Regions from separate parts of the Sus scrofa genome. Here regions 1, 2, 4, 5 and 6 are each linked to region 3. Evidence: chromatin contacts called from public HiChIP or PLAC-seq and promoter capture Hi-C data. All regions are on one chromosome and are shown on one strand. Each heading gives the region's core, a stretch centred on a gene start, on an enhancer-like site or on the middle of the called end of the contact. The rest is flanking DNA. Distances are from core to core; before and after follow the strand shown. Region 1 holds the start of GEMIN5 (gem-associated protein 5). Region 2 holds the start of LARP1 (la-related protein 1). Region 3 holds the start of SAP30L (histone deacetylase complex subunit SAP30L). Region 4 overlaps LARP1 (la-related protein 1). Region 5 holds the start of CNOT8 (CCR4-NOT transcription complex subunit 8). Region 6 holds the start of FAM114A2 (protein FAM114A2).

Region 1 (3,377 bases), core at 1-2,500, 430 kb after region 3:
GGCAGATATATAATAATGGCCTGAGAAACTAGTAAGCCACGGTACCTGATGGAGTGCATGTTCGGTCACAACTGTTTTTGTCTCTACATCCCAGATTTTCACAGTCCCATCGTCAGAGCTGGTGGCACAGAGGTTGTATTGACCCAGGTGATGACAAAATGTGAAGCCAGAGACCCTTTCGGTGTGTCCCACCAACTCCCCTATGACTTCAAGCAAAATCAGATTCCAGGTTAAAGTGCTACCTAAGCTTCCTTGGCAGAATCTTACTGTTAAGTGGTGATTGAGACTTCACTTAGCCCATGGAAGAACTCACAATTAGAGACCCCAAGTGCTGGTACTGCCTTTACCTGGGTTTAGACATGTCTTTTTTATCTCCTTGGGCCTCAGTCTTCTCAAATCTATAAAATGCTGTTCATATCCCTTGATATGCCCAGTTCTCAGACTGAGGAGCAGCTCAGTGGAAGCAAGTAAAAGAGATTCTTATCTAGATCTAGCCAGACATCGTTTGGAACAGAATAAATATCTGGCATCCCATATCCTAAGGCATAAGCAAAACCTGGGTTGGAGCCTGAAAGCATCCGGCTCAAGTCCTTCATCTTACAGAAATTAGTATCATAAATTTGCAAGATCTCCCTTAAGGCGTGCAGCTATTAGGCAGCCCTCAACCCCAAGGAGCTCTCAGGGGGCCCGCACGCACTGGGTTGGGGAGGAAGGCCTAGATGTTCTAAATATCTGAAAAGAGACAGGGTTAACTTTTCAGTAAGCAGAGGATCCACGTGAGAGCGCCAGGAGGCGGGACCGCTCGGCCACAGCGTGGTGTATAGCTCAGCCTTGTAGACTGGGACGCGAGTCAGCTTAGTTGGCCGTAAGGAGACCCTTCTCCTTCCCGAGCCTCAGTTTCCTCATCTAAAGAGATGGGGGTGGCTAGAAATGCCCACTCGGAGCCTGCAGGGAACTCAGGAAGGGCAAGAGGGCTGGGGCCAAGAGGTGGGGAATTACCTCGAAATGGGGGCGTCCCTGGTATCGCGTCCGCGCCTGGGCCCACGCGGACAAGGAAGACGGAGGTCCGTGCCGCGAAGCCGAAGAGGCCCCCGGGCACGGCATCGCTGCATCGGGAGCAGTACCAGTTAGGGGAGGGCGGCAGCGTGCGCGGTTCCTGAGCCATGATCACTGCCACCCAGGGATGAGGGAAGCAACTACTTGCGCAGACCTTTCGTAGCCCCACGCTGTAGCCAGGAAGGGGCGGGGTTGACTCGGAGCCCCGCCCCTTCGGGCCCGCCGCTACGGCGCGCGCGGAGGTCCAGGCCGCACCGCTGGCTCGGCTACTGGTGTCGCTGGGCTGGGAAGGGCGGGGTCCAGAGCGCGGCGCTCCGCCGCGGAACCTCGCCTGCGGCTGGAGCGTCTAGGGCGGCTGGAGCCCAGCCCAGGGGTTAGGCATTTTTCACTTCTCACAGCAATTAAGAGGTTAGAACGCTTTTTTCCCTGGACCTATTCAACCCCTATCCCATCAAATATTTTTTTTAAAGGGTTTCCGCAACTGGGTGAAAATTCTGTCTCTGGGTTTTTGATACTCAAGTAAAAGCAGAATAGTGACTCTTTTGATCTGATTACCCGTCAACTCTGTGAAGGGACTATATGTTAAGTGCTGTGGAGGAAAAAGAACGGAAGTTCCCTTCCAGCTCAAACATCCTAAAATGCTCAGATTCTGTACTTACACTCTTCTACTCCCTATTGCATGTTTGCATTGGGTATCTTGAACTCCGGCATACCCAGCAAATAAAATTTGAGATATCTCTGCAAATAAAGGGAGGTCAAATATATTTGGATGTGGGTACGACCATAACTTTGGAGGCATCCAACCCTAGATTGACCTCTTTTTTCCAGTTGTCTGAGACTTTAACCTATCCTAAACCTGTTTCTCATTTGAAGAAGGAAGATGATAATCCAGGCCTTGTTGGATTGCTGTGGGGAATACATGAGATTTAGTCAAATGCCTACTGGCCATATTTGGCAGCAAGTGCCTGACGATTATTAACTCTTAGCTCTTGGAGGTGAACCTGGAGCATCATACTTTGTATTTGAACTGCTTGTTCTTTATTTTCAATTATTTATTTTACTACTATTATTATTTTTGCTTTTTAGGGTCACACCCGCGGCATATGGAGGTTCCCAGGATAGGGGTTGAATCGGAGCTGTAGTCACTGGCCTAGGCCATAGCCACAGCAACGCCGGATCCTTAACCTACTGAGCGAGGCCAGGGAACAAACCAGATTCCTTTACGCTGCGCCCTGACGGGAACTCTTGTTTTCATTTATTTATCAAATATTTTCAATATTATATTAATTTCAGGTGTACAACGATTCACAATTTGTAATGATTCCATTCAAAAGTATTATAAAATATTGGCTATATTTCCTGTGCTGTACAATAGATCCTTGTAGCTTATTTTATACCTAGTAGTTTGCATGTTCTTTAAAAGAGCTTTCACATGATCTCTAGTGATCTTTACTAGCCAGTGCCATAGGGATACTTATTTGTTTTACTGACAACAAAACCGAAACCTTCCCAGGTTAATTGGCTTGTTCACGGTCTCTGTTTTCCTAACCCTTCAGGCCATTTGTGAGGTGTTATCCAGTTTTTCCGGATCCTGACGAGTTTCCGGAAAATCGCTAGGTTGGAGCCTTTATTAAGTCATTCATTCCCTAGCAAGGCTGGCCCAACCGCACCTTTTACTCCTGAAGCGTGTTCGAAGTCTCCATGACAACCCCCTAGGCGTCTTTGGGACCCGGGATTGGGGGCGGGGAGAAAGCCGGAGAATCGCGCACGCGTCTTGCCCACGCGGCGTTTGAACGCGGAGGCTTCCGTAGCGGGAGGGAGAAAGATGGCGGCGGCGGTACTGGAGCGTTTGGGTAAGGACCGTTTAGGGCTTAAGAGATGGAAGAAAGGAGTGACGTGGGAGTCTAAATTGACGGCCTTTGTTGATTTTGCAGGTGGGTTATGGATGCAGAATCTCAGGGGGAAGCTGGCTTTGAGGTAAGTCGCCTCGGAGTTGCAGAAAGCTCCATGTTAGTTTTTCAGTCCGTCACTGAGAGCCCAGTGCCTGGCGCTGGTTTAGGCTCCGAGGTTAGCAAACTGGACATCCAGAGTGTCTGCTGTGCCACCTCGTTTTTTCGCTGCCGTACTGCATAGCCCTGCGGGGATCAGGATGTCTTCCTATGACCTATGGGGCATTATAAATTCTTTTCTGAATAGTCTTTCCTGATCTTTCTGTATATAGTTAGACTCTCCCAAACATGTTGGGAGCGCCCTTTCCTCACTATGCCTCTCGTTATTTGCCTGCAAGAGCAGGGTTGTATTGTAGACAGTTGGCTTTACAT
Region 2 (3,442 bases), core at 488-2,987, 260 kb after region 3:
AAAAAAAAAAATTGAAGCTGCAGCTGTCAGCCTACACCACAGCCGCCACAGCTCATGGCAATGACAGATCCTTAACCCACTGAGCAAGGCCAGGGTTCGAACCCATGTCATCATGGATACCAGTTGGGTTCTTAACCCATTGAGCCACAACAGGAACTCCTTTTTTTTTTTTTTTTTTTAATAGTTGATTTACAATGTTTTGTCAGGTGTGTGTTCTAATCCCTGTTGTGGAGATGCCCAACACTCAGGGTTTTGATTGATGGGTTTTTTGGTTTGTTTTCTGTTTTTGGCTGCAACTGGGGCATGTGGAAATGCCAGGCCAGGGATGGAACCTGTACCACAGTTGCAACCTGTGCTCCAGCTTTGGCAACCTGAGAGCTTTAACCCACTGTGCCACACAGGAACTTTTAGGTTATTTCTTAAGCGGGTGGGATCCCATCTAGCCAGAGGCCAGGACTTCTCCAAGTGAAGTGTGGAACCACAAGCACCCAAGGGTCTTGTTAGATATGCAGATTTCTGGATCCAAATGCTTTGGAATCTGCATTCAGGGTTTTCCCTCATCATTGAAACTAATCTAGTCTAACCTATTACTGTAAATTATTGTCTTAGATGCAAGACAAGCACCTGTTTCTCAGTTTGTTGTCTTTCTCACCATCTTAGAATGTAAATTCCGTGAGGATAGGGACTTTGTTAGCCTGGTTTATTTCCAAACTCTGTTTCCTAGGACCTCCACGGTAAATATTTATTTAATTGAATGTGCACTAAAATTTGGAACCGCTGTCACACCATTCTTTATTTTACAGTAGGGAAACTGAGGCCCAAAGACTGCAGAGTTGGTAAAGGGCAGGATCAAGGTCAGTATAAAAATCTCAGAACTCCTGAGTCTCATTCGGGCATTGGTTCATCTCTGCCCCAAGCAATCTTTATAAAAAATGAAATCCACTTGACAAAAAAGACATTTTCTGCCCATAAAACTTGGTTTCAGAACTTGGCTGGGTTGGGAGCGCTTGGTTATCCCCAGCTCACTTCCTAGGCGCGCGCGATGCCCCCAAGGGGTAAAGGCCCGCCTTCCAGACCGGGCGTCGAATCCAACTCGGGGCAGTGTCCCCGGCCGGGGCGGCGGGGAGGAGCCGAGCACAGTCCGCGGAGGTGAGACAGGCTCTCCCAAGGTCACCCAGGCGGGGCTTGGAGGAGCCAGGCCCACAGGACGCCAGGGAGCCGGCAGCACCCCCCTCCACCATCCCTTAAATCGAGGGTGACATTAATGGCTCCTTCCCTGGAATCTGGCGCACCCAACGTAAAGAGCGCGAGCAGGCCCAGCCGGCCGCGTGGCCGGTTCCCATGTGCTCCACCTGCTGCCGCTCTCACGCGCTACCTCTTTAAGACACTTCCCCCACTTTACCACCCCTTCTCTCTAGCCCGGCTCACTGCCCCACCCCCCTTCCGAATTGCATCAGGCACGTGCTCGCCCCCGTCGGGTCTGAGTACCCCTCACCAGCCAGCGCCGGAGGTGCGCCGAGAAATTGGAGGCGAGGGGCGGGGCGAGGGGCGGGGCCGCGGGGCCGTACGGGCGCGCTCCCGCCGCCTTCGCCCGTTCGTCGCCCAGGGCCGGCCCTAGCGGGCGCGCCCCCGCTGCGCCCTCCCCTCCCCCGCCCGCTGCGTCGCGAGGCGCGTGCCCGCCCGCCGCCTGCCGCGGATCGCGTGGTCAGCTCGGCTCGCCGCGCCTCTCCCCCGTCCGTCCATATTGCTGCAGCCCCCGAGCCGGGAAGCCCGGGCCGCCCCGGGGGCGGGGGGGAGGGAGGGACGGGACGAGAAGCTTGCCAGGCTCGGGGTGGGGGCGCCTTGCGAGGAACGGGCGGGGGGGACGCGCGCCGAGGAGGCCTGGACCGCAGAGTGGGGGGCCTTCCTCCCCCCCCCCGCCCCGCCAGCAGGCCTTGGATTTACGGCGGCTGCATCCGACCGGGAGGGGGGCCGCGCCTAGCGTGAACCCGGACCCTTCTCCGCAGGCACTGGGGCCCAGCGCCCCGGAGGAAGGAGTCGCGGGGGCTCTGAGAGCCAAGTTCGAGGCGGGGGAGGCAGCCTCGGGCGCGCCCGGCTTCTCCGGGGGGGCGGGCGCGCAGATGGCCACTCAGGTGGAGCCGCTGCTGCCGGGGGGCACCCCGCTCTTGCAGGCCGAAGAGCACGGGGGGCTGGTGAGGAAGAAGCCGCCGCCGCCGCCGCCCGAGGGCAAGGGCGAGCCCGGGGCGAACGACGTCGGAGGGGGGGAGCCGGACGGCGGCGCCCGGAGACCTCGGCCGCCCTACGCCAAGCCGCACAAGGAGGGCACCGGGCAGCTGGAGCGCGAGAGCCCGCGGCCGCCGCAGCCTCCCGGCGCCGAGGGCCTGGCAGTCAGCGACGGAGAAGAGGGCGGCGGCGAGCCGGGCGCTGGCGGAGGAGCTGCGGGAGCCGCGGGCGCCGGGCGCCGAGACTTCGTGGAGGCCCCTCCGCCCAAGGTGAACCCGTGGACTAAGAACGCGCTGCCGCCGGTCCTGGCCACCGTGAACGGACAGTCTCCTCCAGGTGGGTCTCCCTGCTTGTGATCTTGGGTTCGGGGGCCTCTTCCGGGGCCTTAGGCGTCCCCTCCCCCAGCGGCCTCCAGGGCCCGGGGGTCCGCCACTGGTCCTGGTGACTCGGGTTTTTTTTTTTTTTTTTTTTTTTTATTAGCTCCCTTTAATTTAGGTCGCCATACCCTGCCCCCCAGCATGCTCGGGAACCTGTCCCTACCGGAGGGCCCGGCCTCCGGGAGGCTATAGCCACCGCCCGGGCCGCAGCGGTTAGTGGGCAACGGCGTGGTTCGGGCCTACCTCGCCGGGAGAGGGTGGGCGCTGGTTTCGGTGAAAAAAGCCCTTTCCCTCCCACCGCGTGTTTGTGTAGGAGACTGTTTGTAGCCTGAAACATTTCTCGGGAAGCCCCCTCTTCCCACCTCGCCCCTTGCTGTCCGTTTTGGTGGCGTTGCGATTGTCCCTATGTTGTAAATGTTTAATGAGCATATGTCATGGGCAGCAAAACACCCGGCGACGAGTTTATACCGACCACAAGGATTCGGGATTTAAAAGTTAAGTTTTTTGCTCGAGCACATAGTGTTAGGCGGTAGAATGGCTACTGGCGAAAGGTTGAGGGGTCTATTGCAGGGAGAATCGGGAGGAAAGGAAACCCAGCATGTCCCTGAATTGGGTGCTTTCCCTGTCTGCTCCCGGGGACCTTCCGCCTTTAGACCATGCCTCTGGATGGCGAGTGTGCGGGGATCCAGTAAGGGGGAAATGTAAGGCGAGTAAGGGGGCATGCGGCGACGCGAGGGGCGTGCGGCGGCGGGCGAGGGAGTGGCGGGGCCGGGCGGGCGGGTGACAGTTGGGCGCCATGCGCCGCGCCGCCGGCCCTCGGGCTGCTCGCGGCCGCTCGGCCT
Region 3 (3,251 bases), core at 430-2,929:
GAATCTGGTAGCTTCCCCTTTGCTACAAGACACAAACCAGAAGCCTCTTCAGTGCCTCCTAGTACCACCAAAATAGGGACACGTGCTTCCCTAACACTCCCGGTCACATTCCCTTTCACTCTCCTTCCCCCGCACAACCCCCGTCCCCACAAATGCTGCCCAGTCCTGAAAGACTGCAAGATCCTGGGCTAGTCTCCTCGGGCCTTTGGCCCTCACTTGTCCCCAGGCTACCAGTGGAGAGGTGGCCTGACTAGGCATTCTAGATTAGAGGCTCTTCCTGCGGCGCTGGGTGTGTGTGACGCCCTGAGCACCGAACCCCACGCACTGGGGCTCCTCAGGGCGCGGTCACCTCCCGGGTAAACCCGGAGGCTTAAAGCCATAGGAGCTACAGTTTACAGAGCTCCAGGGAGGGCCCAAAATACAGCAAGCACTTCCTCTCGCCGAGATTGGCCCATCCTTTCTGCATTTTCCTCCGCAGCTCCTCCTCTTACCGCGGTTCGCCTAGTCCACCCTCTAGACCTTATCTCGACTTCCGATTCTTCCCAGCGGAAGGGTCACCACAGCCCCTCGGGTTCCTTTCCCCCTCTCCTCTTTCCGAGCAGACCCAGCCAGTCCCTGTCTCCGCAGTGGGAGAGGGTCCGCCACCCACAAGCTTCTGACTATCTTTCAAGACCCGCCATCAGACACCCACCCACCTTCACCTCTTCCGCACGTCTTTCCTTGTATCTGCTCCGATTGTCCCCCTGTCTTTCCCGCCATGGCTGTCCTCTGTCCTGTTTCACGCACCCTAACTCCTGCCGCTCTGCAGGTCCTCAGGCCCTGGTCCTTCCGTTTTGCCCAGTCTGTCCCTCTCATGACAGTACCTCTCTTCCCTCTAGGTCCCCCCTCACATGCCCTCCGTGTATATGTCCCTCCGTGCCCCCGCCCACGTCTGTACTCTGTCCGCTCCCGAAGTGATCCTCTGTTTCCAGAGTCGGGCCCTCGGTCCAACCGGGACCCTGCTCACCATCCTCCCCGAGCCCGAAGAGTCTACGGCCCGGTTCCCCTCCCTCACCCGGGGAACTCTTCCCTTTTCCACTTTCTCTACTTTGAACCCATCCCAGCAGAGTCCAGGAAGTAGCCAGGCGCCGGGGACTGGCGGTGATGGCGCCCAATGGGACGCGCCAGCGGCGGCGGTGGCCCCGCCCAGATAGAGAAAGCCACCAATGGGCGTGCGGCGGCGGGACTTCCGCTGTCCCGCGGAGGGCGGGGGGAGCGAACTGTTGTGGTGCGGAGCGTTGGGCGGGCGGCGGCCAGGCGGCCCAGGGGCTGCCGCGGGACTCGGGGCGCAGCCGAGCTGCTGCAGGGGTGGGGCGGGCTCGACGCTCCGCGGGGCCCGGGCGCCGCGGGTTCGAGGCCGGGCCCCGCGCGGGGAGGCCGCGCCACCCCGGGAGAGCTGCCCAGTGGCGAGTTTGCCCAGCAGCCGAAAGAAGGCGGGAGCCGGCGGGGGCCCTCGGAACCCCCTGGCAGCCCCGGCCCGGGGTCCCCGGGGAGCGGCTTCTTCCTGGGACGTTCTCTCGGACGTCCTCGCCGAAGGGTAACGGTTCAGGGCCCCCGGCAGAAGGCGCCTCCGGGTGACTCCCGGCGGGGCCCTGCGAGCCGCGGGAGCCGACCCCGGCGCCGCGAGCGGAGAGGAAGGGGCTCGGCGGAGACGCGGGGCCGGGCACCGAAGGACCCGGAGCGCGTCGGAGCGGAGCGGGGCCTCCCTGGCGCGGGGCAGGGCAGCGCCTCGCCTGGAGACGGACTCTGGGACCCTCGAGAGCGGGGGCCTCGGCGACCTGCCCCGCGGGGAGCGCGGCCGCGGAGTGGCCTGCGGGGGACCCTCCCCCAGAGGGGCCGGCCCGGGGCGGGGAAATGAACGGCTTTAGCACGGAGGAGGACAGCCGCGAAGGGCCCCCCGCCGCCCCCGCCGCCGCCCCGGGCTACGGCCAGAGCTGCTGCCTCATCGAGGACGGCGAGCGCTGCGTCCGGCCCGCGGGCAACGCCTCCTTCAGCAAGAGGGTCCAGAAGAGCATCTCGCAGAAGAAACTCAAGCTGGACATCGACAAGAGCGTGAGTCCACCCCCGCCTGGGCCCCCGCGCCGGGCCGCTCTCCGGCCGCTGCCCGGGGCTGCGGGCGGGACTCGGGAGCCCTCCCCGCCCTGGGCCTCGCCGCCCTTTATCTGCACGCTGAGGAGTTGGACTCCGGCTTGCAGAGGCCGCTCGAGCTCTAACTGGGGCTCTGCCCAAATCCGGGAGGTTGGTGGCGGGAGGCTCGGAGGACCCTTCCCGCCCGAGAGGATCTGACACCAGTTTTTAGCTCGTTTATTTGGTTTAGATATGGGAGCAGGAAGAGGTGGCTTCATTTCGTTGGCCCCTGAAGGAGCAGGTATGAGGGAGGGGTGATGAAGGGAGCCGGCTCTCCTCCAACTTCTCCCTTCTTCCCGGATCCCTGTGATTCCTTCCAAAACGGAAAGGTGGCAGTTCCTTCCCTGTATGCGGCGGCCTCGGTTGCCGCAGAGGGTCACCAGGCTCGCCGCTCCGCAGGCTGCGGTGGAGAAATGGGATTTTCAAGGATGTGGCAGCACTAAGGCCGAGACCTGCTCTTGGGAGGTGGCTCTGGCAGTCGAAGTGACTGCAAGGAAGAAAATCCATGTTTATAGGGTTCACTTCTTTAGAAATGCCGGGGAGGGTGGGGTGGGTAATTTAAATTTGAATAGAAAACTTTTCCTGTGTGATTCCTCCACTTCACCAGTTAACTATTCTAAAGATGTGCCTATTGTCAACCAATTGAGAACTTTTTAGTTTGACATCTGTTGCTGCAAGTCTTCTGTGTCTGCCTGGTGATTAGGAATTGGAAATGAGTTGGAGGGGTATTTAATATTCGGGTTAGACCAGCTAAGTGCTTCACATCCATTCTCTTCTAGAACCAAAGTGTCTTCGCTCTTGGGGGGATCAGAGATTGTTCCTTAAACTGAAAGCACCCTCACTTGTCCACCTCTGATTTGAAACTGAAACTGAGGCTCAGAGATAGGAAGTGATGGTGCCAAAGTCACACAGCACCTGTGAGGCTGGTTAATTTCTTAACTCCATTGTCTGATTTACCTGCAAGCCCAATGCATAACTACATCTTTAATGAATAAAAAAAAATTTCCCTGCCCTTTCTTCTAGACTCTTCCCTTCCATCCCCCATGTTTTTTTTAACAATTATATTTGCAACTCTTGAATGGAAA
Region 4 (3,342 bases), core at 592-3,091, 310 kb after region 3:
TTTCTGTTAAGGCTGCTGATTCAGCCATTGTTGAGTGTGGTCCACTCTCCATCACAAAAGGGTGGGTATGCCTGAAGCAGCGTATATTCTCTGGAATAGGGGTTGCCTAACTGTGGCTGATGGACCAAATCCAGCTAGCGGCCTATGCTTGTATAGCCTTGGAGCTAAGAACAGTTTCTACATTTTTAAGTGGTTGTGGGAGTGGACAGGGGAGAATTTATGGCAGAAACCGTATGTGACCTGTAAAGTCTAAAATATTAACTCTCCAGCTGCTTAGGAAAAAAAGATTACTGACCTCTGCTCCAGATGAGAGTGTAAGGAGAGAACCTGTCTAGATGCTCCCATTTGCTTTCTTACATCCCAAAAGGAGATGTCTTTTAACTGCAGGTTTCTGTCATATTGTCTGTAAGGAGGCTCAAAATAAACCTTAGTGCTCACTTACAGTTATTAAGTCATTCAGCCACCTTTTTACTCAGCAAAATATGGTTACAAAATGTTTGGTTCATCTGCCTTACTTCCCTCTTCGTGTGTGTGTGTGTGTGTGTGTAAGTTTTATTGATGGACTTTTTGAGTTTCTACTTTGTGTCTAGCATGAATAATGCTGCTGTGAACATTCCTATAGATGTTTTTGTGGGAACACACATTTTCATTTACCTTGGGCGGAAGAGTGAGATTCCTGCGTCGTATCATAGGGTAACTCTCTCTGACCTTTTGAGGAACTTTAAGACTGTTTTCCAAAGTGACAGCACCATTTTGTATTCCTAAGAGCAGTGTTTGGGGGTTCTGATTTCTCCATGTCCTACCAACACTTATTATAGTTTATCTTTTTGAGGATAGCCATCCTGCTGGTGTGTGCGAGTGTGCAGTAATAACTTTTTTTTTTGGCCGTACCTGTGGCATATGGAAGTTCCCAGGCCAGAGGTCAAATTCAAGCCACAGCTGCAGCAACACCAGATCCTTAATTCACTGCCAGGACAGGGGTCAAACCCATGCCAAATGATACCTTCTTCTGGGTTTGATTATTAGCCTTTCCCTGGTAGCTAATAATGTTGAGCATTTTTTCATGTGCTTTTGAGCCATTTATATATTTTCTTTTGAGAGATGTCTATTCAGATCTTTATTTTTTAACCAGATTATTTGTTTTTATTTTAAGTTGTAATTTTGTTGTTGTTGTTTTGCTTTTAAAGTTGTATTGAAGTTTAATTGACTTACAGTGTTTTGATAATTTCTGCAGTACAACAAAGTGATCCAGCTATACATAGACAGAGTGCCCAGTGCCCAGCAGCAGGGCCTGACACACTGTACTTAGCATTCAGTAAATACCTTCCCAAAGACTTAAGGGGCAGGTGATGAGTGAGGGAAGGAGAAAGGACTGATGTCCTTGAGTCCCAGGATCATTTGTCCCCATAGCACAGGCAGTCCAGCCCTAACACAGTCTTTCCTTCTTCCTCCCCCATCAGAGCGGAAACGCTTAGGCATTGGCCAGTCTCAGGAGATGAACACTCTCTTCCGCTTCTGGTCTTTCTTCCTCCGAGATCACTTTAACAAGAAGATGTATGAGGAATTCAAGCAGCTGGCTCTGGAGGATGCCAAAGAAGGCTACAGGTGAATGGGATCAGGGGTGGTGAGGGGTCCCTGTTGGGTCTGCTTCCAGAAGTATAATTGGAAATTTATTGTGTATATGCTTCATACTCTTTATTTCAAAAATGTATTACTTTTGTGTGGGTACTACATTTACATGATTGAGAACTCAAAGAGGTCAGAAGGTTACACAGTAAGACGTCTCCTCATCTTAGTTCCCCAGCCAGCTGGTTCCTTTTCCCACAGCCAGCAAGTACTGTTAGAATCTTGTGGATCTTCTCTAAAAAGGGAACTTTGCTTTATAAGTTCCCTTGTGGCTTGGTGAGTTAAAGATCCAGCCATGTCACTGCAGCAGTTTGGGTCGCTGCTATGGCATGGATTGGCTCCTTGGCCCAGGAGTTCTTGTTGTTTTGTTTTGTTTTTTAGGGCCACACCCATAGTATGTAGAGGTTCCCAGGCTAGGGTCTAATCAGAGCCATAGCTGCCAGCCTACACCACAGCAACATCAGATCCGAGCCATGTCTGCGACCTAAACCACAGTTCATGGCAACGCTGGATTCTTAACCCACTGAGTGAGGCCGGGGGTCGAACGCAACCTCCTGGTTCCTTATCACATTCGTTTCCACTGTGCAAGGACAGGAATTCCTGGCCCAGGAGTTTCTAAATAAATAAACAAAATTTAAAAATGCAAGTACTTTGCTTATTATGTAGGCGAGGGCAGACCTATGTAGTCTTCCACACACAACGTTTCACCCCTTTTGTTTACACAAAAGATGGTCTCTTTTGGATACTATTTTGTAGCTTTTTGCTTTTTTACTTATTTATTTATTTGTTTTTGGCCGTGCCCACGGAATGTCTAAGTTCCTCGGCCAGCAATCAAGATTACACCTGAGCCACAGCAGTGACCGGAGCCACTGCAATGACAACACTAGATCCTTACCTGCTGTGTCACAAAGGAACTCCATTGCTCTATTTTAGAGATCATTCCATATCCATGTATAAATAACTTTCTTCTTCTTTTTTATAGCTCCTGTGGTCTTAGACTGTATGGATATACAATAATTTACTTAATTATAGACTGTTAGGGTGTTTTGGCTGCATCCATGGCATTCAGAAGTTCTGGGACCAGGGATTGAACCTGAACCACAGCAGTTACAATGCCGGATCCTTAACTCTGTGCCTCCAAGAAACTCCTAACCAGTCTCCTACTAATAGACACTTGAGTTGGTTCCAATATTTTGCTCTTTTAAAACAACAAAAAACTTTTAAAAAGATACTTTTTTTTTCCTCCCAAGTAAAATGTTCTCTCTGTAAGCAGTTTGTAAAGGGATAGCAATATTGAAAGAGCTGGGAGAGAAAGATGCCCTTCAGTCCAGAGACAACCAGTGTTAATGTTCAGTCGTATTTCGTGTATTTAGATCATGCATTGAATGCCTTTTTTATTTATGTCTTATTTATCATTTAAAAGAATGAGCGTTTTTCTGTGTCTTTAAGATATTTAACTTTTTTGTCTTCCTAGAGAAGACAGTCCATGTTTTTGCTGGAAGTTTAGAAAATAGAGTTAAAAAAAATTTTTTTTTTTCCTTTTGCTTTTTGTGGCTCCCCCACGGCATCTGGAAGTTCCCAGGCCAGGAGTCAAGTTGGAGCTGCAGCTGCCAGCCTACAATGCCACAGCTACAGCAACACCAGATCCAAGCCTCTCTGACCTACAGTCACACACTGCGGCGACTCTAGATCCTTAACCCACTGAGCAAGGACAGG
Region 5 (3,318 bases), core at 118-2,617, 360 kb after region 3:
AGGCCAAGGGCACTGTAACAATGGTATTACTCAATTGATAGGCATCTAGGTATGTCAGCATTACTCTAAGGAATGTAAAGAAGTTTGAGGGGAGCGTTCCTGTCCTGGCTCAGCGGAAACAAAACTGAATAGCATCCATGAAGATGCAGGTTCGATCCCTCGCCTTGCTCAGTGGGTTAAAGATCTAGCGTTGCCAGGAGTTGTGGTATAGGTCGCAGGTGTGGCTCAGATCCTGCGTGGCTATGGCTGTGGTGTAGGCCAGCAACTACAGCTCTAATCTGACTCCTAGCCTGGGAAACTCCATATGCCAAGGGTGTGGCCAAAAAGAAAAAAAAAAAAAAAAGAATTTTGAGGGAGTTCTTGTTGTGGCTCAGCAATAACGAACCTGACTGGTATCCATGAGGTTGCAGGTTTGATCCCTGACCCTGCTCAGCTGGGTAAGGATCCAGTGTTGCTGTGAGCTGTCATGTAGGTCTCAGACTCAGCTCAGATCCTGAGTTGCTGTGGCTCTGGTGTAGGAAAAGAATATAGTTCCCACTTCCATATGCCAAAGATGCGGCTCTAAAAAGCAGAAAGAAAAAAAGAGTTTTGAAACTTGGGCTCATGGAGTGAGTGGTATTATATGCCTGGAGGCATTTACCTTCTGCCCCACTTTCAAAATATTTCAAACACAAATATGTATTTTAGCTTTTCCTACACATTTCCTAGCTTAAGAAATGTACCTTGTTAGATTTACTTAGAATTGGTAATAATAGAAAGGTTTGTCTAGCTAAGGATATCAGCCTGCCTGGTTCTTACAGAGACCCATTTTGCAACCAATGTTTCTGTTTTTTTATACCTATACTCCCCCAGCTGAGAAGATGTGTTCAAGCCTTACTTTCCATAGTCTGTAGTTCAAAAACAATCGTTTTGGAAGTTCCCTTGTGGCGCAGCAGGTTGAGTTAAGGATCCAGTGTCGCTGCATTTCCCTTAAAATGTGAAATTATATTATTGACTATGTTCTTTTCCACCTACCCTTTGATTCCTTTGGTGCTTCTCCCTGCCATCAGCGGTTTACACAATTGTTCCAGTTTTGCAATAGCCTAAGTGCAACATAAAATCCGTTGTTCCACAAATACTCCAAGTTCTCTGGAAATACAAGCGATCAGTGTGTTCATTTTACCTTTACCTTCAGTAACCTGAGAAATGAACACAGTTCTGGGAGAGGGGGTATTGTGGGGTAGGAGATGGAGTGTGTTTCCTGTTTGATTGTTTCAGCAGACACCAGGACCAGTGCTGCAGGAAAAAACAAGCTGTTCCTCACATGACTAGATCCCCAGAGGGCTATCCTCTCCTGAAAGTAATTACAAGTGTATGAAAGGACATTAGAAACTCACAGGACGGGGGAAAGGAGCGTCTTGCCTGCTTTCTCGGCACAGTATTGCTGAACAGAATGATTAAGTCTGCAGCACTAACACAGACTGGATATCTCACGGATGACAAACTGAGGCAGGCCAGAAACACTTCTTTTTTCTTTTCTTTTTTTGTCTTTTTGCCTTTTCTAGGGCCGCACCTGAGGCATATGGAGGTTCCCAGGCTAGGGGTCCAATCGGAGCTATAGCTGCTGGCCTACACCAGAGCCACAGCAACGCCGGATCTGAGCGGCGTCTGCAACCTACCCCACAGCTCACGGCAACGCTGGATCCTTAACCCACTGAGCAAGGCCAGGGATCGAACCCGCAACCTCATGGTTCGTTAACCAGTGAGCTGCGAAGGGAACGCCTAGGAACATTTCTTGGTTGAATACACTTATATATCTTCCTTAGTGCGGTGTGGTTTTCCTATGTATTAACACAGACATTGTGTGAGATTGTTACTCATATCTCTATGTTATGGGAGAAGGAAACAGACTCATCAGGAGGGGAGAAGAGGAGGCGTGTTCAGAAGGTGCATTTGATGGGTTGGGAGTGCACTTTCCTGGAGACTAGCCTTTGGGACTCTAGGTTAGAATTGCCGATGAAGGCTTGCCCTGCCTCCAGCCTGGGAAACGGATGTGGGGTTTTAGAGATTGCTTTTAGGAGGTAATGTTTAAACGTAGAAAGGCGCAGTGATTCGGGGGTGAATTTGAAATCCACTTATCAGCAGCCCCCTTCGAGTGGAGGCATCTAGGAGTGTAACTAGAGCCATGCTCTGCGGAGTCTGCTGCACCGTCCCTCAGGGATAGAGTGGAGTTTCTGAGCCGGTGACTGAGGGCGGCCTGGAATTGTCAGCTGTGTGCGGGAAACCAGCGCTTTGTCTTCTCTCCCACAGCTGGAGAACGCGAGGCAGCGCTGAACCTTCCCCGCCTGGTCAAATACTGCCAAGGACAGGTGTTGGCAAAGAGCTCTCTTCTCAAATAGGATTCACAGTGAATCGGAGGGAAGGTGGGGGCTAAAAGGATACTGCTAAGCGAGGCCGGGGCACCACTGCTCTCGTATGGAGGATCCCACGAGCTCGCCTAGCGTCCGCCAGGTCTCGGAGGTTCTCCGAAAGCGGGAGGGCGGCAGCGCTGGCCCAGTGCCTCCCCCACCGGGCAGCGTCTTCTTTGTTACCCGAGCAAACCCCAGCGGGCTGGCTGCTATGGTAATGCTGGCTGCCCAAACCGGCGAGGGTGGGAGGAGGGAGGCGGGCCTCGGCGGACGTCACCCAGACTCGGTTTGGGGGTGCTGGCCCACCCACAAACAATTGTTTGCCGGAAAGGAAGCTTAAGGCAGAAGTTTTGTAAGTGGGGCCGCGTTAGTACAGAAGGAAGGGGGTCAGGAGCTCCCCCAGCGATCCTGCCCCCAACTTCGCTCCCGGCAACGATTTTAACGGTCTTTCAAAGAAGGGAGGAAGGGACTTTGGTAATTTAGGGTATTTGGTCAGACGGGCCACACCCTTTGCTCTAGCAAGGCACGCCCCCCGCGGGGATGGGCTAGTTCTAGACCACGCCCCTTCCCGAGCGCGCGGAAGGGGAACCGACATGGAGGGGCGGTCCTCAAACTGAACTGAACCGACGCAACTAATCGCGCGTAGGCTTGGGGTGGGTGGAGGCAAGGTTCCGAAGGCCTCCTCCGAGGTTGCCCCGCCCCGCCTTTTTCGCGACTCGCTCTTGGTTTTGCGCCTGCGCGTCGCTCTCGCGAGCTCTCGCGCTGAGCGAACACGGACAGAGTCTCCGGGGGCGCGCAGAAGGGGAGGGGCGGAGAGGGTCAGGCGCGCGCGTTTGCTGTGACGCGAAGAGAGCAGGCGAGTCGGGCGGATCGGATGGATAGAGTGGTACGACCAGATTGTTTGGTGGGTGGTGCGTAAGGTCGCTCTGGG
Region 6 (3,184 bases), core at 338-2,837, 410 kb before region 3:
AGATCCTTAACCCACTATGCAAAGCCAAGGATCGAACCTGCATCCTCGTGGATACTAGCCAGATTCATTTCCACTGAGCCACAACGGGAACTCCTAAATTTTTTTTAATACTAACTGCTAACATTTAAAAATGAAACTTTGTATACAAATAGATATTTCTAACTTACACTGTAAAACTGAAAGATCTGCCAACAACCGGCCCACATCTGACTTACTGACTAGCTCATGCCAAATAGTTGCTGATATCTTTTAGATAGGGTAGTGCTCTCTAGTTCCTCATAATCGGCACCCAAATCCACCTGACTCATTTAGGTTACCTGATTACCCCCCATGGGCATCTGAACATGCAACACCTGCCTTAAAAGGGCACTTAGGATTTTGACAGATGAAGATGTCAGTGAGAGAATTCAAGGGTGTGGAAACAACACATAAGGAAAGCTCAAAGGTCTGGTATGACAACGTGGAATACAGACAGATGCCAAGAGTAGTTAATACAGCAGGAAAAATAATGGGAAAGCATAAGGAAGAAAAGCAGATTTATATAACATCATGGATCCTAGTTATCAAACCATACATCGTATACATACATTATACATTTTCAAAACACATAGGAAAAAAATAATCTGGACACAACTACTTACAGACATACAAAACAACTCTGAAATATTCATTCATTTACTTGCAAACATTTTTTGAGTACCTGTTATATGCCAAGCTCTGGAGACTGAAAGCTAATTTTAAACAATTTCTGCCCCATTTATTCCAGAGGCCTAATAGGAAAGACTACACAGTGCTTGCACAAAATTCAATCCACTTCTTGTGTAGCTGAGTAAATACACACTTTTAAAAAGTTACCTTTTGGCTCTCCTTACACTCTCCAAGCTACAACACATAACAAGAAACCATATAGAGAATACGTTATATATAATAAATAACATAAAGGGCTCTGTGGTTAGGCTGACTTTCTCCCAACTCTGTACTGCACTGACTCGGGAAAGTTCGTTCACCTATCTGCGCCTCTCGTGTTCTTATCTGTAAAATGGTGCGAGTAATACCACTTGCCAAGGCTCCGAGAAAGACGAAACTGAATGTGTGAGGGGTTCGGAACAGAGCCTGGCACAAAAACGCTCACGGGTAACAGCCGCCGTTAGTACGTGGTGGTTGTGCGGATCATTACTATCGTTATTAACCACGATTTGTCTCTAGACGAACAAAATTCGCTCTGCCTTCTTCCCAATTACAAGAACAGGTGCCAAACGGAGATCTAGAGTAAAGCTCCGCTCCTAACTTCTCCGACTTAAGAATTCCTGACGAGAACTCCCCACACAAGCGTTGCGCTTCAATAACCAAGGCGCTTCCGCAGCCTCAGCGCCCACCGCGAGGCGCCCGCCTCCCAGCCCCAGGCCTCTCCCTCCCCTTCTCCGGCGACCCCTGAACCCCACACTCCGCCAGCCTCCTCCCGCGAAGCCCCACACGCAACCCGCCGCTTCCCTCACCGTTGCCACAGCTGCCGAGGGGCCGCTCCTAGTGCCCCGGAAGTCCTCCTTCAGTGAGGAGACGGCCTCGCCTACCCGAGAGAACTTCCGGGTCAAGCAGCCTCTCGGGCCGGAAGAAGCTCCGCACCCGTCTGGTGAGTGAGGGCTCGTTCGGGGTCACTGCTGGGGAGCTCCTGGGCGTGCCGAGGCGTGGGTTTGAACCTATGGGACGGGGTACGACGTGAAGGATGCTGGGGTATCGCTGCCCTTTTTAAGCCTGGCCTACAAGCGTTCGGCCATCGTATGTTTACTGAGTTCCTCTTCAGGCACCACTCTGGACGCTTGTGATACCCTGGTTTACGAGCGACTATAGCCTTGCTCGCAAGTAGTTGACGTCCTAGTGGAGGAGGCCTTCCATAAGCAAGTCGGCAAACATGATTATCTAGGATGATAGTGAATGCTTTAAAGAAAATGAAACAGGATAAAGTGACGAAACGAAGCGAAGGAGTAAACCTAATGAAGATTTGCAGAAGAGTCTAAGAGGCAGAAGGAATAGCGAGTGCAAAGCCCGTATAGTGGAAACAAACTGAGCCAGGTCAAGGAAAAGGAAAAAGGCTACTGAGAGTGGAGCGAAAAGAGGAAGGTGAGACCGGAGACTTAAAGTGGCCAAATCTTGTAGGGTCTACGAACCAGCATAAGGATTTTGACTTTTTGGAAAGCAGTGGAAAAGCATTGAAGGTTTCTGTGCAGAAAAGTGACATGTTCAGATTTATGACTTTAAACCACTCCTGACCCCTCTTCAGAAAGATGTATTTCTTCAGTTGCCCTTGAGCAGGGAGAATGCATGAAACCCAAACTGACAGCCAGAACCTCACTGGGGGTGCCTTCATTATACAGATGTGAAAAACTGAGTCCCAGAGAGGTGAAAGGACCTGGCCTTTTAAGAACTCAAGTCTTCCAACTCGATTTAATGCTTTCAGAATTATCGTTTTAATGTCTGTATATAATAATTGTCACTTCCTAAAACCCTTTGGGTTGTTTGCTTTGCTTCCAATGGTGTCTTTTTAAATATAGGGCCATCATTATCACCTGGGAGCATGTTAAAAATACCTATTCCAAAAAACCCAAAAACATTAAGTATAAAGTAGGTGTTTTTCTCTGGTTTTCTATTGTAATGGAAAATGCATAGAATTGGGGGTTCAAGAGTTGAATCTCGGGAGTTCCCTTCATGGCTCAGCAGTTAATGAGCCTGACTAGGATCCGTGAGGATGTTGGTTAGATCCCTGGCTTCACTCAGTGGGTTAAGGATCCAGCATTGCCGTGAGCTGTGCTGTAGGTCACAGACGTAGCTCGGATTTCACGTGACTGTGGCTGTGGTGTAGGCTGGCAGCTATAGCTCTGATTTGAACCCTAGCCTGGGAACTTCCCTGTGCCGCTAGTGCCGCTCTAAAAAGCAAGGGGCAGGGGAGAAGAATTGAATCTCAGTAAGCCACTTTACTACGTCTTAACCTTATCTTTAAAATACTGCTGATAATATAGCAAAAAAAAGTTCAAACTTTTTGGTCTTAGGATTCTTTGACTCTTGTAAAATTTATTTAGAATGTCAAAGAGGTTTTGCATAGCTTCAGTCATCAGTATGCCATTTTAGATATCAAAACAACTTTCAAAAAAGTTATTAATGTATTTTAAATGATGAATGAATTACATGT

What was found. Promoter capture Hi-C pulls out the DNA fragments that hold promoters and counts their contacts. HiChIP or PLAC-seq counts read pairs in DNA pulled down with a chosen protein or histone mark.
Region 1: a contact with region 3 is called in a promoter capture Hi-C map of liver, with 4 times the contacts expected there. The contact joins the promoter of GEMIN5 here to the promoter of SAP30L in region 3. A contact is called at or near these places in 2 of 5 promoter capture datasets (fetal liver and liver), 3 of 47 Hi-C or Micro-C datasets (alveolar macrophages and liver) and 2 of 2 datasets of contacts at active chromatin or transcription factors (alveolar macrophages and skeletal muscle).
Region 2: an H3K27ac HiChIP or PLAC-seq map of alveolar macrophages shows a contact between it and region 3. The contact joins the promoter of LARP1 here to the promoter of SAP30L in region 3. A contact is called at or near these places in 2 of 5 promoter capture datasets (fetal liver and liver), 1 of 47 Hi-C or Micro-C datasets (liver) and 1 of 2 datasets of contacts at active chromatin or transcription factors (alveolar macrophages).
Region 4: an H3K27ac HiChIP or PLAC-seq map of alveolar macrophages shows a contact between it and region 3. The contact joins the enhancer-like site here to the promoter of SAP30L in region 3. A contact is called at or near these places in 4 of 5 promoter capture datasets (fetal liver, fetal skeletal muscle and liver), 12 of 47 Hi-C or Micro-C datasets (blood, embryonic fibroblasts, fetal skeletal muscle and 7 more) and 2 of 2 datasets of contacts at active chromatin or transcription factors (alveolar macrophages and skeletal muscle).
Region 5: a contact with region 3 is called in an H3K27ac HiChIP or PLAC-seq map of alveolar macrophages. The contact joins the promoter of CNOT8 here to the promoter of SAP30L in region 3. A contact is called at or near these places in 1 of 5 promoter capture datasets (liver), 2 of 47 Hi-C or Micro-C datasets (heart right ventricle and liver) and 2 of 2 datasets of contacts at active chromatin or transcription factors (alveolar macrophages and skeletal muscle).
Region 6: a contact with region 3 is called in an H3K27ac HiChIP or PLAC-seq map of alveolar macrophages, with 5 times the contacts expected there. The contact joins the promoter of FAM114A2 here to the promoter of SAP30L in region 3. A contact is called at or near these places in 2 of 5 promoter capture datasets (fetal skeletal muscle and liver) and 2 of 2 datasets of contacts at active chromatin or transcription factors (alveolar macrophages and skeletal muscle).

The regions. Positions count from the first base shown.
Region 1 is chr16:68,277,094-68,280,470 of Sscrofa11.1, reverse strand. GEMIN5 (gem-associated protein 5) reads right to left here and starts at 1,250. Exons shown (of 28, transcript XM_013984899.2): 1 at 1,000-1,250; 2 at 46-206. The coding sequence starts at 1,165. It overlaps MRPL22 (39S ribosomal protein L22, mitochondrial), which reads left to right and starts at 1,368. Exons shown (of 7, transcript XM_021076707.1): 1 at 1,368-1,464; 2 at 2,991-3,033. The coding sequence starts at 3,002.
Region 2 is chr16:68,449,900-68,453,341 of Sscrofa11.1, reverse strand. It overlaps LARP1 (la-related protein 1), which reads left to right and starts at 1,737. Exons shown (of 19, transcript XM_021076708.1): 1 at 1,737-2,559. The coding sequence starts at 2,121.
Region 3 is chr16:68,708,380-68,711,630 of Sscrofa11.1, reverse strand. It overlaps SAP30L (histone deacetylase complex subunit SAP30L), which reads left to right and starts at 1,679. Exons shown (of 5, transcript XR_308560.3): 1 at 1,679-2,091.
Region 4 is chr16:68,397,585-68,400,926 of Sscrofa11.1, reverse strand. It overlaps LARP1 (la-related protein 1), which reads left to right. Exons shown (of 19, transcript XM_021076708.1): 16 at 1,461-1,605. Among named protein-coding and RNA genes, the nearest start is that of FAXDC2, 40 kb to the right of the region's middle. Within about 2 kb of position 1,841, at least 2 of the 83 cell types and tissues checked have an H3K27ac peak or open chromatin away from gene starts, as enhancers often do. A contact at or near this core is called in alveolar macrophages, where this site is marked.
Region 5 is chr16:68,350,069-68,353,386 of Sscrofa11.1, reverse strand. It overlaps CNOT8 (CCR4-NOT transcription complex subunit 8), which reads left to right and starts at 1,367. Exons shown (of 7, transcript XM_013984900.2): 1 at 1,367-1,488.
Region 6 is chr16:69,119,918-69,123,101 of Sscrofa11.1, reverse strand. FAM114A2 (protein FAM114A2) reads right to left here and starts at 1,587. Exons shown (of 14, transcript XM_013984903.2): 1 at 1,497-1,587. MFAP3 (microfibril-associated glycoprotein 3) reads left to right here and starts at 1,549. Exons shown (of 4, transcript XR_001301941.2): 1 at 1,549-1,630.